Linked DNA regions of Pan troglodytes: region 1 is linked to region 2. Evidence: chromatin contacts called from public Hi-C data. All regions are on one chromosome and are shown on one strand. The core of a region is the stretch at or near the end of the contact, and the rest is flanking DNA. Distances in the headings are between cores, read along the strand shown.

Region 1 (7,303 bases), core at 3,417-5,916, 180 kb after region 2:
GCACAATGTGAAGCTTTATATCCCTTAGAATACCTTATAGGATTGGTGGTCCTCTGGGAAATGCTTTGAGAAAGGTGCTTTCTCTTCCCCAATTCATCAACCTCATTTCTTAAACTAGAGAGCATATCTGCAGACAGCTCTGGGGGCTGAGCAGGTAAGAAGAGTTCTGTGGGGATCATGTAAAAGTGAGACTAAGCCCCAGCAAAGGGGGAGGGTCATTTGGTGTCCTATATTTTGTCTGTGATCCCCCAACTTCCAATATTTCAAGAGAACATGGAAATCTGAATCTGCGTATGCATTTTTCTGGTGTTTAAATCTTGGAAACAAATTCAAGTTTTAGCAGAATGCGTTGCCCTTCCCCGAAGAAACATGACTGTAGGCTGTACTGGGGAGGTTGCGTTGAAAATTGTTGCTGAAATGATCACTGTCTTTTGAAGGCTACTGCACCCATATCTTTGACTGGAGACTCTTCTCTGAGGTGTCATTTACATTTCTACTTGCTTGCATGGTGGAAATGTTTCTTGAGCTCAGAACAGAAAGTCCACTAACAGTTTCATCATATTTTTACTCCCTCCTCATAGTCACACGTCCTTCCTGGTGGGGTTAAGGGTTTTCACATACACCTGTTCAACCAACCTCAGCCCTCAGTGATGTTTATGACTTGTTCTGTCTCTGTCACTTTCCTAACATCCAACTATCATGGGGTGAAAAAAATCGCTCTTAGAAAAGCTGCTTGAAGCCCTCTCTCTCCTGGCAGGAGGGCAGGAGGATGCATTTATGGAGAAAGTTTGCTTTTTCCTTGGAAAATCATGCTAATAGAACTTGAATTACAGAATTTAAAGCCTGTCAGGGAGGAAAGTGACAAATTAACCTACTTGGAGGAGAAATGGAAAAGCAGGTCTTATGAATGATCAGATTCTGTCACTTCCCTGCCCAAAATGCTCTAGCATCTTCCTATCAAGTTCAGGCTAAAATCCAGGTCTTACCATCATGGTTACAAGGTCTTTCTGGTTTCTGACAGCCTGTCCAACATTATCCAAGGGCACACGAGCTCTTTTCAATGTGTCAAATGTGCATTCACCTTAGGGCTTGTGCAGTACCTCTTCCTTTTGTCTGGAATACTGTTCTTCCTCATATTTGCATGATTCACTCCCCAGTCTGTGAAACTCTGTGGTCAAATGTCATCTTAAAAGAGCCTTTCCCTGATCAACCCAACTAAATTCACATGCCCTTTTCTCTGTATTACTCCACTTTTTCATTTACTAATAGCATATTCCAGTTTTTGACATCTTATCACTAGTTGTTTGTTTATTGCCTGTTTCCTGTACCAAAATATAAGCTCCTTGAAGGGAAGAACTTTGTTTTGTTCACTTCTTTATTCTAAGAAATTAGAACAGTGCCTTATCCACAGCATAGATTCTTAGTAAATATTTATTCAATGAATGAACAAATGCAAGGATGGATGAACAAATGAATGGTAGGTCTGTTAATCTATCAATAAGAGGTGTTGCATCTCTGCAAAGAGATGTTTTGTTGTACATTTATTTTCTTTTCATAACTGTCTTCTCTTTATTATCTCCTTGTTTCTAATTTTTCTAGGTTTGATTGCTTTTATTTTTCTAATTTTCTAAAGTGTGTGCTTAGGTCATTGATTTTCTTCCTCTCTTGTTAGCTAATATGTGTATTTAAAGATAAACATTTCCCTATAAGCACAGCTTTAGCTGAATCCTACATTTTGATATGTCAAATAAATATTTTCTAATTTCTACTGTGATTTCTCTTAAATCATGAGCTATTTGGATTGCTTTGCTTCATTTTCAATTATTTAGACATTTTCTTATCCTTAGTTATTGGTTTCTAGCTAATTCCACTGTAGTCAGAGAACATATTGTGTGTTTTTAGCATTTGAAGTTTGTTGAGACCTACTCCATAGTCCAGCATGTGACAACTTTTGTTAAATGTTCCGTGTGCACTTAGAAAAAGAAGAGGTAGTGTGCAGTTATTGGTTGGTTTGTTCTACAAATGTCAGTTAGGCTGAGTGTGTAAATAGTGCTGGTCAAAATTTCTCCATTCTTACTGACTTAAATTATCTTTTTGTTTATCAGTTGCTGATAGAAATAGGTTAAAGCCTACTTCTATAATTGTGGATTTATTTCTCCTTTTAGATCTGGCAGTTTCTGCTTTATGTATATTGAAACTATTCTAGCAGGTACTGTAGATTTAGAATTGCTTTTTCTTGTAGGATTGACCCTTTTTGTTATTATAAGATAATCCTCTTTACCTTTTATATTGTTTCTTTTCTTAAAGTGTATTTCATCTGATACTAGAATAGCTACACTAGCTTTCTTTTGATTAGTATGTTCATGAAATATCTGTTTCTATCTTTATTTTCATCTTTTCTGTGTGCTTATATTAGGTCTTATCTCTTGTAAGAAGATTATATTTGTTTTTTTTTTTAATTTAGCATAAAATCTGTCTTTTAGTTGGAGTATTTAGTCTATTTACACTTAAAGTAATTATTAGTATAGTACTATCACAATATTAATATATTACTATTTTAATTAGTTTCAACTTTTACGAGTTTCCCCTTTTCTCCTTTCTGACCTTTTAAATTAATGAGGTCTTTTTTCAATCATTGTGCTTCTCCTATTAGCTTGTTTTTTCTATATTTTTTATTACCTTATAGATTACAATGATAATTCCTGACTTATCAGAGTCTAATAAAATTAGTACATTTGCTAGCTCTCAGGCAATAAAAGAATTTGGAACATGTTTAGTACCGTTTTTTTCTTGACTACCTTTTGTGTTATTGCTACCATGTATTTGAACTCTACATATATTTTATTTTATTTTATGTTTTCTTTCTTTTTGAGATGGAGGCTTGCTCTGTCGCCCAGGCTGGAGTGCAGTGGCACAATCTTGGCTTGCTGCAACCTCTGCCTCCCGGGTTCAAGTGATTCTCCTGCCTCAGCCTCCCGAGCAGCTGGGATTACAGGCATGCACCACCATGCCTGCCTAATTTTTGTATTTTTAGTAGAAATGGGGTTTCACCATGTTGGCCAGGCTGGTCTCAAACTCCTGACCTGAAGTGATCCACCCACTTTGGCCTCCCAAAGTGCTGGAATTACAGGTGTGAGCCACCACACTTGGCCTTCTATATATTTTTTAAATCCCAGAAGACATTATTATGATCTTTTAATAGAGTTGGTATTCGTTTAGATTTACCGACACATTTATCCTTCTGTTGCTTTTAATTCTTTCCTATGTTTTTATTCTTCCGTCTGAGATCATTTTATTTTTTTCTTAAAGGGTATCTTTTAGTAGTTCTTTTAGTAAGGACCTGCTGGTAATATAGAATTTAGTTTTTGTTTATCTGAAAACATAGCAATCTTCAGTTTTGATAGCTATTTCTTACTGGGTGTAGAACTATAGGTTGGCAGGGTTTTTTTTCAACCCCTTTTGTTTTTCTTTCTTCTTTTCTTTCTTTTTCTTTTCCATCTTATCTTTTTTTTTTTTTTTTTAAGGAGTTTGTCCTCAGACTTTGATTAGTTCTGCTGAATCAGCTGTCAGTCTTATTGTTGCTTTCAATTGAAGTGGAGCACTGCATCTCTCTTTTAGGATGCCTTCAAGGTATTTGTCTAGCTTTTATGTTTGTACTCAGTAGGTAAGATGGTCTGCAACTATGTAGCCATTTTTCCCAAGAGAAATTTCACATATTAAATGGCTTTGGTTTTCCACAGATGATGTTAGAGATAGCAAGCGGAGGTAGAGGGAATGAAGGGGGATCAAATCAAGAGAGGTTAAGATAGAGGAAGTAGCTTTACCTAAGGTGAGCAGACCTTAGACAATTGGCAGAACACTGGGCCAAAGGAAAGATATAGGGGGCAGGATGGCATTTTCTGAAGATAAATGACCCCAGAAATTCAGACACGGTGATATCCAATATTCACTTTATATCTGTCTTTATTGTGTTGTATTTCCCTTAAGTAAGTGAGGTTCAGAGAGGATAATCAGCTTGTCCAACATCAAACAGCCGGTCAGAGTGACAGGCTGACATTCAAACTCATGCCAGTAGACTCTAGATCCCACACCTTTCACTGCTGAACTATATTAAAGATCAGAGGCTTTTAAAGTTTTCTTATTACAAATCATAATAAGAAATACATTTTGAGTCTATACACATACATTAGTAATCAAAACAAACCTTCCACTAATGGATGTTAACCATATTACCCGTGATGCACCATGAGCTTTCTATTGTATTCTATTCTATTCCATTCTGTTCCATTCCATTTCATTTGCTGGATCAACATAAGTGGGTTGGGCCCTGGCTTCAAATAAAAACCACTGCTAAAGACAGGAACTTACCTTAAAGGTTAAAAAAAGTACATAACTCCGATTAGCCAAGAAAAACTCAGAAAGTGAGAAGGAAGGGCAAAAAAAAAAAAAAAAAAAAAAAAAAAAGTCACTTCTTTTTGTCTTTCAGGAATTTTAATAATAAAACAGCTTTGGATCACCTATTTTAGGTTCTTCTAGTAGACAGCCCCCAGTAGATTCCTTAACTTTTCAAATGGCATTGAAAAAGCGAGGAAGTTATTTCACCTCTTTGGGAGGCTGTCTCAGTCCTCTCTATCCATTGGAGGGCAGGGCAGCCACTCAATAAGTGTCTGTTGCATGAGTCAAGTAAAGGATCAGACCGGGGTGTCTCAGAGCCTTCCCTGCTCTTCTGTTCTCTGTTAAGCCACTGAATGAAGAAGGCTGCCACATTTTCCTCTGGGTCAATATCAACAGCAAAACAATATCCCAGAACGGTCATTTCTGGGACAATAAATAGTTTTCCAGAGCTGCTATCTTAGGCCTCTCTGCCACTAAGGGATTAAAGAGAAATGCACACCCCTCCAGAATTTCCTGTCCTGTCTTGCGGTTGACTTAAAACATTTTCAACTCCCGCCTCCCCCTTTCTCACCATCTCTCTTCATGGTTAAAGAGGTTATAAATTTGCAAAGGAAATGATTAAGCAAATCCAGAAAACTTGGCCATGGGACCTGATTTTTTAAGGCCTTAGTTTTTGAAAGCTGAAGAAATCTGTCCACTGAAGGATTTGCACATGAGTTTTTTAGTCTTAGGGCTGGGGCATAATTTCCTGTTTTTGTATTCTCAAAACTGTTAAGCTACTTGTGAACAACTGGCCAGCAAAGATAGGGAGGGGGCAGGGGATGCAGAGAGAGGGTTGTGAGCCCAGAGGGGAGGAGAAAGGCTGTTTCTCCTCAGTTCTCACAGAACCTCTATGAAAATAGAAAGATTTATTTATTTATTTACTTTAAAGACTGTGAAGTAGAGACAAGGGGTAGATTCTAGACATTGAAGTTGGAGGTGTGAGTGGTAAAGAGGAGAAGAAACATGTTTTAGCAGGAACTTGAATAAGCTGATTGAAACTCAAAGAACAGTCTGTTTCCATAAGCATGAACATTTCTTGGACACTCATTTTGTGCTTTGCATGGAATACATCATGAAATCCCCACAGCAGCTCAGTGAGGTGGATTCTGCTAGTGTCTCCACTTTATGGATGTGAAAGTGAAGCTGGAAGAAGTTAAGGAAACTGCTCAAAGCCACGTGGCTAGCAAGTAGCACGACTGGGATTGCAACCAAGGCCGTTTGGACCCAGAGCCTGTGTTCATAGCTACTGCTCTCTTCTGAAGATAAAGGAGGAGACAAGGATGTCAGCATGACCATAGCATACATGTTCATTTATTTAGAGCCAGGGAAGGGGGTGGGACACTAATCAAGGTTGCCCCTTCCCTTCCCTTCCCTTCCCTCCCTTCTCCTCCTCTCCCCTCCCCTCCCCTTCCCTTCCCTTTTTTCTCCTCTTAAAGCCACCAACTGTGCTAGTATTTGTATGTTTACTCTCAGATCATTTTTCCAAGCTTCTCTTCAAACTGCATTTCCCAGGTTCCATTACCAACTGGCTTCTGGTTAAGTTCAGCCAGTGGGCGGCACTGACACATATTTTTCCTGCCTCCTCCCTCCAGTCAACAAAAAGGTACTGCTTGCAGAAGCCTCCACTGGGTTCCAGCTACCCTCAAGCAGCCTCACCCCCATCCACATGGGGTTCTATTTCCCACAGGGTGCCGGGTTCCCTGGCTCCAGCAGCATCACCTCTTCCCTTTGGCTGTGTGTCTCTAGTGGTGGTTCTTTTTGTAGCCTATTTCTATTTCTTTATTTCCTTTTTTTTTAAATTATACTTTAAGTTTTAGGGTACATGTGCACAACGTGCAGGTTAGTTACATATGTATACATGTGCCATGTTCTATTTCTAATCTCCGGGTGGGCCTCACGGCCCCATGGTTGTCTTTTCAACTCTTCCAGTACCTTTAAAACTAGCACCCATATTAATGTCCTTCTATTCAGCTCCTTGTCATGGGATAGAGGTTCCCGAGAAAACCCTAAGACACAGATCACAGATTTTTCTTTTTTTTTTTTTGGAACAAAGTCTCGCTCTTGTCCCCCAGGCTGGAGCGTGATGGTGTGATCTCGGTTCATGGCAACCTCTGCCTCCCGGGTTCAAGGGATTCTCCTGCCTCAGCCCCCCGAGTAGCTGGGATTACAGGCGTCTGCCACCACACCCAGCTAATTTTTGTATTTTTAGTAGAGATGGGATTCTCCTTCCTCAGCCCCCCGAGTAGCTGGGATTACAGGCGTCTGCCACCACACCCGGCTAATTTTTGTATTTTTAGTAGAGATGGGGTTTTACCATGTTGGCCAGGCTGGTCTAGAACTCCTGATCTCAGGTGATCCACCCGCCTTGGCCTCCCGAAGTGCTGGGATTACAGGCGTGAGCCACCGCGCCTGGCCGACACAGAGGTTTTTAACCTAAGACACAGACCCTGAGACAAAAACTTAGGTGCAAGTAGTTTATTTGGGAAGTGATTCCAGGAAGCACAAAAGGTGGGGTGGGGGGGCGTGCTCATGAGTATGTTACTGCTGTGGGTGACGGGTGGCTCGGTCTTGCTGAAGACCCTTGAGAGAACACAAAGACGACCCCTCAACATTGTCCCACTGAGAGATGGGGCAGCTGAGGTGTTTACCTTTCCTCTCCCATCTTTCACTGATTGAGAATTGTCCTTCGGGGCATAAAATTTCAGGTATTTTCAAAATGCCATGCAGGTGGGCTAAACAAGCTCCTACAGCCCCTGGAGAAAGCCACCGAGAGGAAAAAAGCAAAGAACGAGGAGTTTTGGGGTGGGAAGCTGTCAGTGCTGCAGGTAAACTTGGGTAGTCTGAAGACGATGGGGCAGGGCAGCCA
Region 2 (7,029 bases), core at 1,998-4,497:
GCCACCCACACCAAAATAATATATTCCAGGGGTATGGTGAATCTTTTACCTAAGGCTTTTCTAGAAATTAAGGACATCTATCAGTGATTTGAGTCTTACATTTAAATGACAACGTTGAAAAAGTATTTAAACAGGGTCTTTGGCCAGTGTAGGCTGCATTAGATTAAAAAAAAAAAAAACAGTTATCCAAGTTCTTGCTTTTCTGTGTCCAGAAAGTTCTGAGATTAGGGGTCTTTATCAACTGTAGGGGGCACTTATCCTTGGTCTCCCATCTGAACCTGCTTGTTAAACTTGGGGAGTTTCTCCCCTGTTATTCTTGGTAGGAAGCAGTATTGGTTTTTCACCACAGAAACTGAAAATGTCAAAAATTGATTTCCAGTCCTCCTGAGGGATTTAGGGTCACCCAAATCCTGTATGATATCATCTTACTCAATTACATCTGCAAAAATCCTATGTCCAAGAAGGTACCATTCTGAGGTTCTGGGCAGACATGAATTTTGGGAGTAGCAGGGAGACTCTCTTCGGCTCTCTACGTCTACTAATAATCTTTATTTATTTTTATTTTTTTGAGATAGAGTCTTGCGCTGTCACCCAGGCTGGAGTACAGTGGTGCGATCTCAGCTCACTATAGCCTCCACCTCCCGGGTTCAAACAATTCTCCTGCCTCAGCCTCTCGAGTAGCTGGGATTATAGGCAGCCGTCACCACACCTGGCTAATTTTTATATTTTTAGTAGAGACGGGGTTTCGCCATGTTTAATGTGAGAAATATTTCATGCCTGTAATCCCAGCACGGCCTGTATTTCTCACATTTAATGCGACCTTTGTATGTTTCTTTCTTTTTTTTTTTTCTTTGAGAGGGAGTCTTGCTCTTGTCACCCAGGCTCGAGTGCAATGGCACGATCTCAGCTCACTGCAACCTCTGCCTCCTGGATTCAAGCGATTCTCCTGCCTCAGCCTCCCAAGTAGCTGGGATTATAGGCACCCACCACCACACCCAGCTAATTTTTGCATTTTTAATAGAGATGGGGCTTCACCATGTTGGCCAGGCTGGTCTCGAACTCCTGATCTTGTGATCTGCCCGCCTTGGCCTCCCAAAGTGCTGGGCTTACAGGCGTGAGCCAGTGCGCCTGGCCAGATCTTTGTATGTTTCTTTGTGGATATATTGATGTATCAGATGGCACAGGGAGTGCTGCCCCCACCCCGCTGGAGGTGCAATGTAATATCAGATATAGGCACCGCATCACATTTCTAAAATACAAAAAGTGTAGAATTCCAAAGTGTATTGGGCTATAAGGGTTTGGATAATAAATTTGGATGTATATTTTACGTCATTTTAAAGCTGAGGAATAGAGACACTAAATACCAGCGCCGGTGAGTGTCAGTGCCTGGACTGGAATCCAGGGATCGGAGTTCTGAGTTGAGTCTCTAACCACTAGGCTCTCTTAAGAGAGGTAGACTGATGCTTATTAACTGCATGAACGAAAGAGTAAAGGAGGCTGACTGGGCCTTGTTCCAATTCCTGGGCTGTTTTGCCTGCTGCTAGGGAGATTCCTATCTTTCTCTGGCAGAACATCTTTCTAAGCCCCGTGCTGCAGCTGTAAGTGTGCGTGCGAAACATGCACGGACACACACCACACACACACAGACTCACACCTTGGAGAGGAGCTGCATGCTGTTATATTTCCTGGAGCTTTGTGGCTGCCTATTGTTTCAGCGATCTCATCTTTATGAATGAGGCGACAGAACCCACTAGTAACCAGGCGAGGAAGTGAAAACAGATGCTTTTCCAGCCAGGCAGGGCTGTGCTGAGCAGTTTGTCACTGGTTAAACCTCTGTCTCCATCAAGACACACTCCCTGTAAAAAATGATTACCGTTCTCTCTCTCTGACTTTAGGAACTGCTCCGGTCCTGAAAACTCAAAGTCACAGCTAACAGGAAAAGGATAATTTGTCTGTTGGGTACTTAGACCAGAATAAGGCAATGGGGTACAGTGATGCTATTTCTGAAAGTGTGAAGGCCTAATTTCCTCCAGCCAAGAGAGGAAGTGAGCCTGCTTTGCGTGCTTGAAAGCTTCCTTGAGAGGAGGTGAGGTTGCCTCTAGAAGGCAGTGGAAAATCAACGTGGTTTTAAGTGAGCAAAAGTCTTCAAAAAAGCCTCAGGAAAAAGATAGGCTATAGGTTTGGCCAAGGACAGACCATCAAGCAATATTGTTGATTGAAACACAGTTGTAGAAAGGTGAATACTGTATGATTTCCTCTACGTTTAAAAAAAGGACATGTATTTGCACGTGTGTGTATGTTTAGATGTGTAAAAATATTTTAAAAAGGACGAGAAGAATACTCTCTTACCATTAACACAGGAAGTAAATAAAAAATGGGGTGGGGGTGGGGAAAGCCATGTCAGAGGGAGAGAAGGGTGAGGTTCTATTTTCAGTCATATATACTACAGTGTTTTTCCTTTACTTCTGTAATCTAAAATAAAAATAAATAAAGTCAACTGGCAAAAGCAAACACCCAAGCAAACAACTACATAATAAACAGAAAGCCCTTTAATTTCTAAGAATCAGGAGGCTTCAGAACATGAAAGAACTTCCTGGTTCGAGGCATTCCTCGTGAAATCATGTTTGGAAGCCAATCTGGAATTCTACCCCGCCCGGAACGAGGTAGACTCCATAAAGCAGTATTGAAATTTCCCTGTTGAACAAAAAATAAATGTTTGATGCTTTCTCTCGACCTCTGTTTAAAGTTATTAACTCTTCTTTTATTTAACTTTTATTAAAGTTATTAGCTCTTCTTTCAGCTTACTGCTGTGGTGGTGTGTGTGTGTGTGTGTGTGTATGTGTGTGTGTGTATTTAAAGCATAGGAAACATCCAAATGACTAATGTTGTTTACATTCTATTCTTTAAAATACACATCATACTAGATGAAGGCATAAAACAATATCTTTAAATATTAAAGAAAAACAATCCTGTTTAAAAACCAGCCTCTTCCAGAGCCTAAGAGAGATGCACTAGGCCCTTGAGGATGCTTGAGACTGTGTGCAAAAAAATTGGGGTCTTTGGTTAATCTATTGTAAAACAATCAGGTTGCATCCTGGCTTTTAGATTGTTTTAAGTGAAGTTTCACTACTTGCTTGTTACTTTTGTTTAACTTATTCCTTATAAATTGGGTTAAGTAGAAAATAGGAAGAGAAAGAGGAGCCCAAGGAAGGTGGTGATGGTAGGTAAAGCTGGGAACAGGCGCCCCCCTTCTGCCTCATCTCCACTTGCAGGGACACCAGTAATTCAACAAATGGTGGCTGCCGGCAACACCTCCGGTTGAGAAGCTTTCCTGGTTATGAACCTGAAACAGGCTTTTCTTAGGAGAAGAGCGTACTTAATTACTGGAATCTCAATCACATGTGCTGAAAGAATAAATGACCAGCATGGGCAGATTTTGATTAAGACTTGTCAAGGGGGAAATGATTTTCTTAAGTTTGGGATTTTTAACTTTATAAGATAGTCTTCTTGTTGGCAAAATTCGTCAGTGTCCCTGGGGCTTTCAGGCTACAGGATTGTGTTAGAAACAGTCTGTGTGCCATCACCTTTTAGAATATGTCCATATTAAATGAGGCTCAAACAAAAAACATTTTGTTTCTATATATCAAATAAAATAAAGAAAAGGTCCTTTGAAAGCTTGATCGAAACGTTAGGTTTTGTTACTGTCCTTTTCAAAGCACTATGATCATATTATTTCTTATTCGATTCTCTTAGCAACCTGGGAGGTTGTCAGAGTAAACAATCTTCGTGTTATAGACGCGGGAGAAAATGCATAAAAGGCTAACTCATGCATGTAAACAATTGGTCAGAGAGTTTAGGATTCCTAGTCTGTTTTACTCAACCTTTCAGTGAAGGCAAGTATAGTTCCTAGCAGGTTGTATTCAAGCATCTCCTCCAGGATTCATCTTGTACTAAAAGTTATGGAAAAAATCTCGATAAGCTCAATAAAATATCCAGAGAGGAGGCTTACTTAAGCACAATTCACCCCAAATCCTTACTTAAGACTTTTGGGAAGGGATTCATTTTGCCTTTGTCATCAGGTACGTGCCAGAAGCATTTGTAAGTCTTGCCAGGAACTTGACTATTTTTGCTTTGTTTATTACCTGAGCAGGTTGTGCAGCTGTTGGTCTTAGAGAACCGTACTAGATCCCTGCGAGTGGGTGGCAATGTGATTCTGCAGACACAGATAATAATTCTAGACAATCGTAGGCTCCGTTTATTCCAGGGGTGTGCCCTTCATTTACAGAAAGAAACCTGAATCAGAGAATGGAAAACAACTATGACACAGCACAGCAGGAAACAAAAGAATGGGATTGGTTCTTATTCCCCCCGCCCCCCCGCCCCACCCTGCTTAACTTTTAGGCTACATTGTCTTAAATATGGACTTTGATCTAAATGTTGAGTCCCTTTTCATTACAACAGTAATTCAAAAGGCAGAATCTAGATATGCCTTTTGATGATCTGTTGGTCTTTGCTTAAGGAAAAACAAATAAAAGTAACCTGGGCCAAATGCAAAACATGCAAATTAGGAATTCTGTTTCTCTGTGTGTGTGTGTGTGTGTGCGTGTGTGTGTCTGTGTGTGTGTGTCTGTGTGTAGCAAATAATGGGTTTCTAGCATGTGCAAAAGTGATGTAAAAATAACAATAATAATAATAATCACAGCTCACATATATGTCAGGCACTATTTTAGGTGCTTTACATTGCTTTACAAGTATTAATTCATTTAGTGCTCACATCAGCCCTATGAGGTAGATGCTGTTATTATCCTCACCTTATAGTTGGGAAAACTGAGGCATAGAGGGGTGAAGAAACTTATTGAAGTCTGGTAAGGAAGAAAAACTCAGTCGCCATCCTTGCCTTGGTGATACATGCAAACATACCTTTAGGCATGGATTCATTCCATTTTAAGCTGGCTTCCACCAACACAAACCCATTTGAGAACTCTGTGCTAATTAGAAAAAGAGGATCTCCCTCTGCAGCCCAGGGCAGGAGCTGCCTTTTTGGGTTGATGGCGTTGAAGGGGATCTTCAAGAGCTCTGCGTGGCAAGCGGAGGCAGGGCTAAAATGCAATGGACTCCTTTCTGTTGGCTGGGAGCCCTGGTGTGGGGCCATACTTCCTGTTTGTGGTGATGCTGTGGCTCCCACACACACTAGTTGTGAGACTTTGGGGAGGATCCTCAATGTCTTTGAGTCTCTGTATCTCCATCTAAAAAACTGGCATGATGCTGCTGAACTCACACAAAGGCTTGTGATGAGGATTAAAGGTTGAATTGTATATGAAGTACTTGGTACACAGGAAGCACCAAGAAGGCAAAATTAAGCATGTGATAGAACCAGGCCAGAGTTTTTGGACTGGGTCATAAACTCCTTCATGGGAGTTTATGGGGGGGCAGAGTAGCCATTGGAGACTCATTAAGAAATACCATGGACTACATATCCCAGAAAAGGCACCAGGGTTTTTTTTAGCAATGGATTATGTCTTCACTCAGTTTTTAGCATGGAAAGATGCTGGTGCTTGAATAAACTGTACCATTAAGCTATGTCCTTAATAAACTATCTTTCTCTAATTATGGTCTTGAGAGCCACGTATTGAAATAAACAGAGTGGATACCACTAAACTTGGGAATTGCTTTCAGAATGCCTCACTTGAGTCTAAATGGGCTTACAGATATTCTATGTGATGTTAATATGCCAGTGGGAAGTCACATGCCCCACATGTGCAATGAAGAATTGCCATTTAAAGTCGTGTGACTGTGGACACATTTCTTTTCTTTTCTTTTCTTTTCTTTTTTTTTTTTTTTTGAGACAGAGTCTCACTCTGTCGCCCAGGCTGGAATGCAGTGGTGTGATCTTGGCTCACTACAACCTCCGCCTCCTGGGTTCAAGTGATTCTCCTGCCTCAGCTGGAATTACAGGTGCACGCCACCACGCCCGGCTATTTTGTATTTTTAGTAGAGATGAGGTTTCTCCATGTTGGCCAGGCTGGTCTCGAACTCCTGACCTCAAGACATCCACCAACCTCGGCCTCCCAAAGTGCTGGAATTACAGGCATGAGCCACCGCACTCAGCCACATTTCTTTTTTTGAGACCAGGGTCTTGCTCTGTCACCCAGGCTGGAGTGCAGTGGCACAATCATGGCTCACTACAGCCTCAACCTCCTGTGCTCAAATCATCCTCCCACCTTAGCCTCCCAAGCAGCTGGGACCACAGGCATATGCCACCACACACGAATAATTTTTATATTTTTTTGTAGAGACAGGGTTTTACCATGTTGCCCAGGCTGGTCTCAAACTGGGCTCAAGGGATCTGCCCGTCTTTGCCTCCCAAAGTGTTGAGATTACAGGCGTGAGCCACCGTTCCTGGCCTGGACACATTTCTTAGCTATGCTCTGCATTAGCTTTCTCATCTGTAAAATGGGATAATAACAGTTTCTCCTTCGTGGGCTTGTGAGGCTTACATAAGAAAGATCCATGTGAAATGTGTGGCACCATTAATGGCAAATAATAAGTGCTCAAAAAATGCCAGCTAGCTTAGTTAATTGATTATTATTATTAAATGGAATATAAACCTAAAGGCAATATTGTCATTTTCAGATTCTCTTAAATTCCTAAGTTTAACCCCACAGGAAACTATACTCAGTAGACACACAGTAATTTGTTGGCCTGTGTTGTTTCTCCTGCCTTCTTTGAGGATGCAGTATTTTTGCTTCTACCACTAGATGAGTGTAAAGTTTTGCTGCAGACTTGTACATCAGTGTCTGTCACTAGGAAGAAGCTCCAGGGCAGAAGATCAATTGGCATCTTTAATTGCTTAAATTACTGGGACTGAAGTTCTTGGACGCCCAAAAGCCAAGGAGGAATTTTCCTGCTTCTCTTAGCATTTGGCTTGGCTTTGCTTTTTCCGCGTGCATCAAAGGCCAAGATCTAGTTTGAACGTGGAAAGTTGATGACAGTCCATAAAAGGATTTCTCTCTCCCGCTGCTTATTTGG

The links. Hi-C and Micro-C count contacts between places; a contact is called where the count stands out from the background.
Region 1: a Hi-C map of induced pluripotent stem cells shows a contact between it and region 2, with 2.7 times the contacts expected there. The contact joins two enhancer-like sites. A contact is called at or near these places in 2 of 7 Hi-C or Micro-C datasets (induced pluripotent stem cells and stem cell-derived neural progenitor cells).

The regions. Positions count from the first base shown.
Region 1 is chr21:60,219,780-60,227,082 of NHGRI_mPanTro3-v2.0_pri, forward strand. No RefSeq gene overlaps it. Among named protein-coding and RNA genes, the nearest start is that of BCAS1, 140 kb to the right of the region's middle. Within about 2 kb of position 4,667, at least 2 of the 24 cell types and tissues checked have an H3K27ac peak or open chromatin away from gene starts, as enhancers often do. A contact at or near this core is called in induced pluripotent stem cells, where this site is marked.
Region 2 is chr21:60,044,329-60,051,357 of NHGRI_mPanTro3-v2.0_pri, forward strand. No RefSeq gene overlaps it. Among named protein-coding and RNA genes, the nearest start is that of ZNF217, 140 kb to the left of the region's middle. Within about 2 kb of position 3,248, at least 6 of the 24 cell types and tissues checked have an H3K27ac peak or open chromatin away from gene starts, as enhancers often do. A contact at or near this core is called in induced pluripotent stem cells, where this site is marked.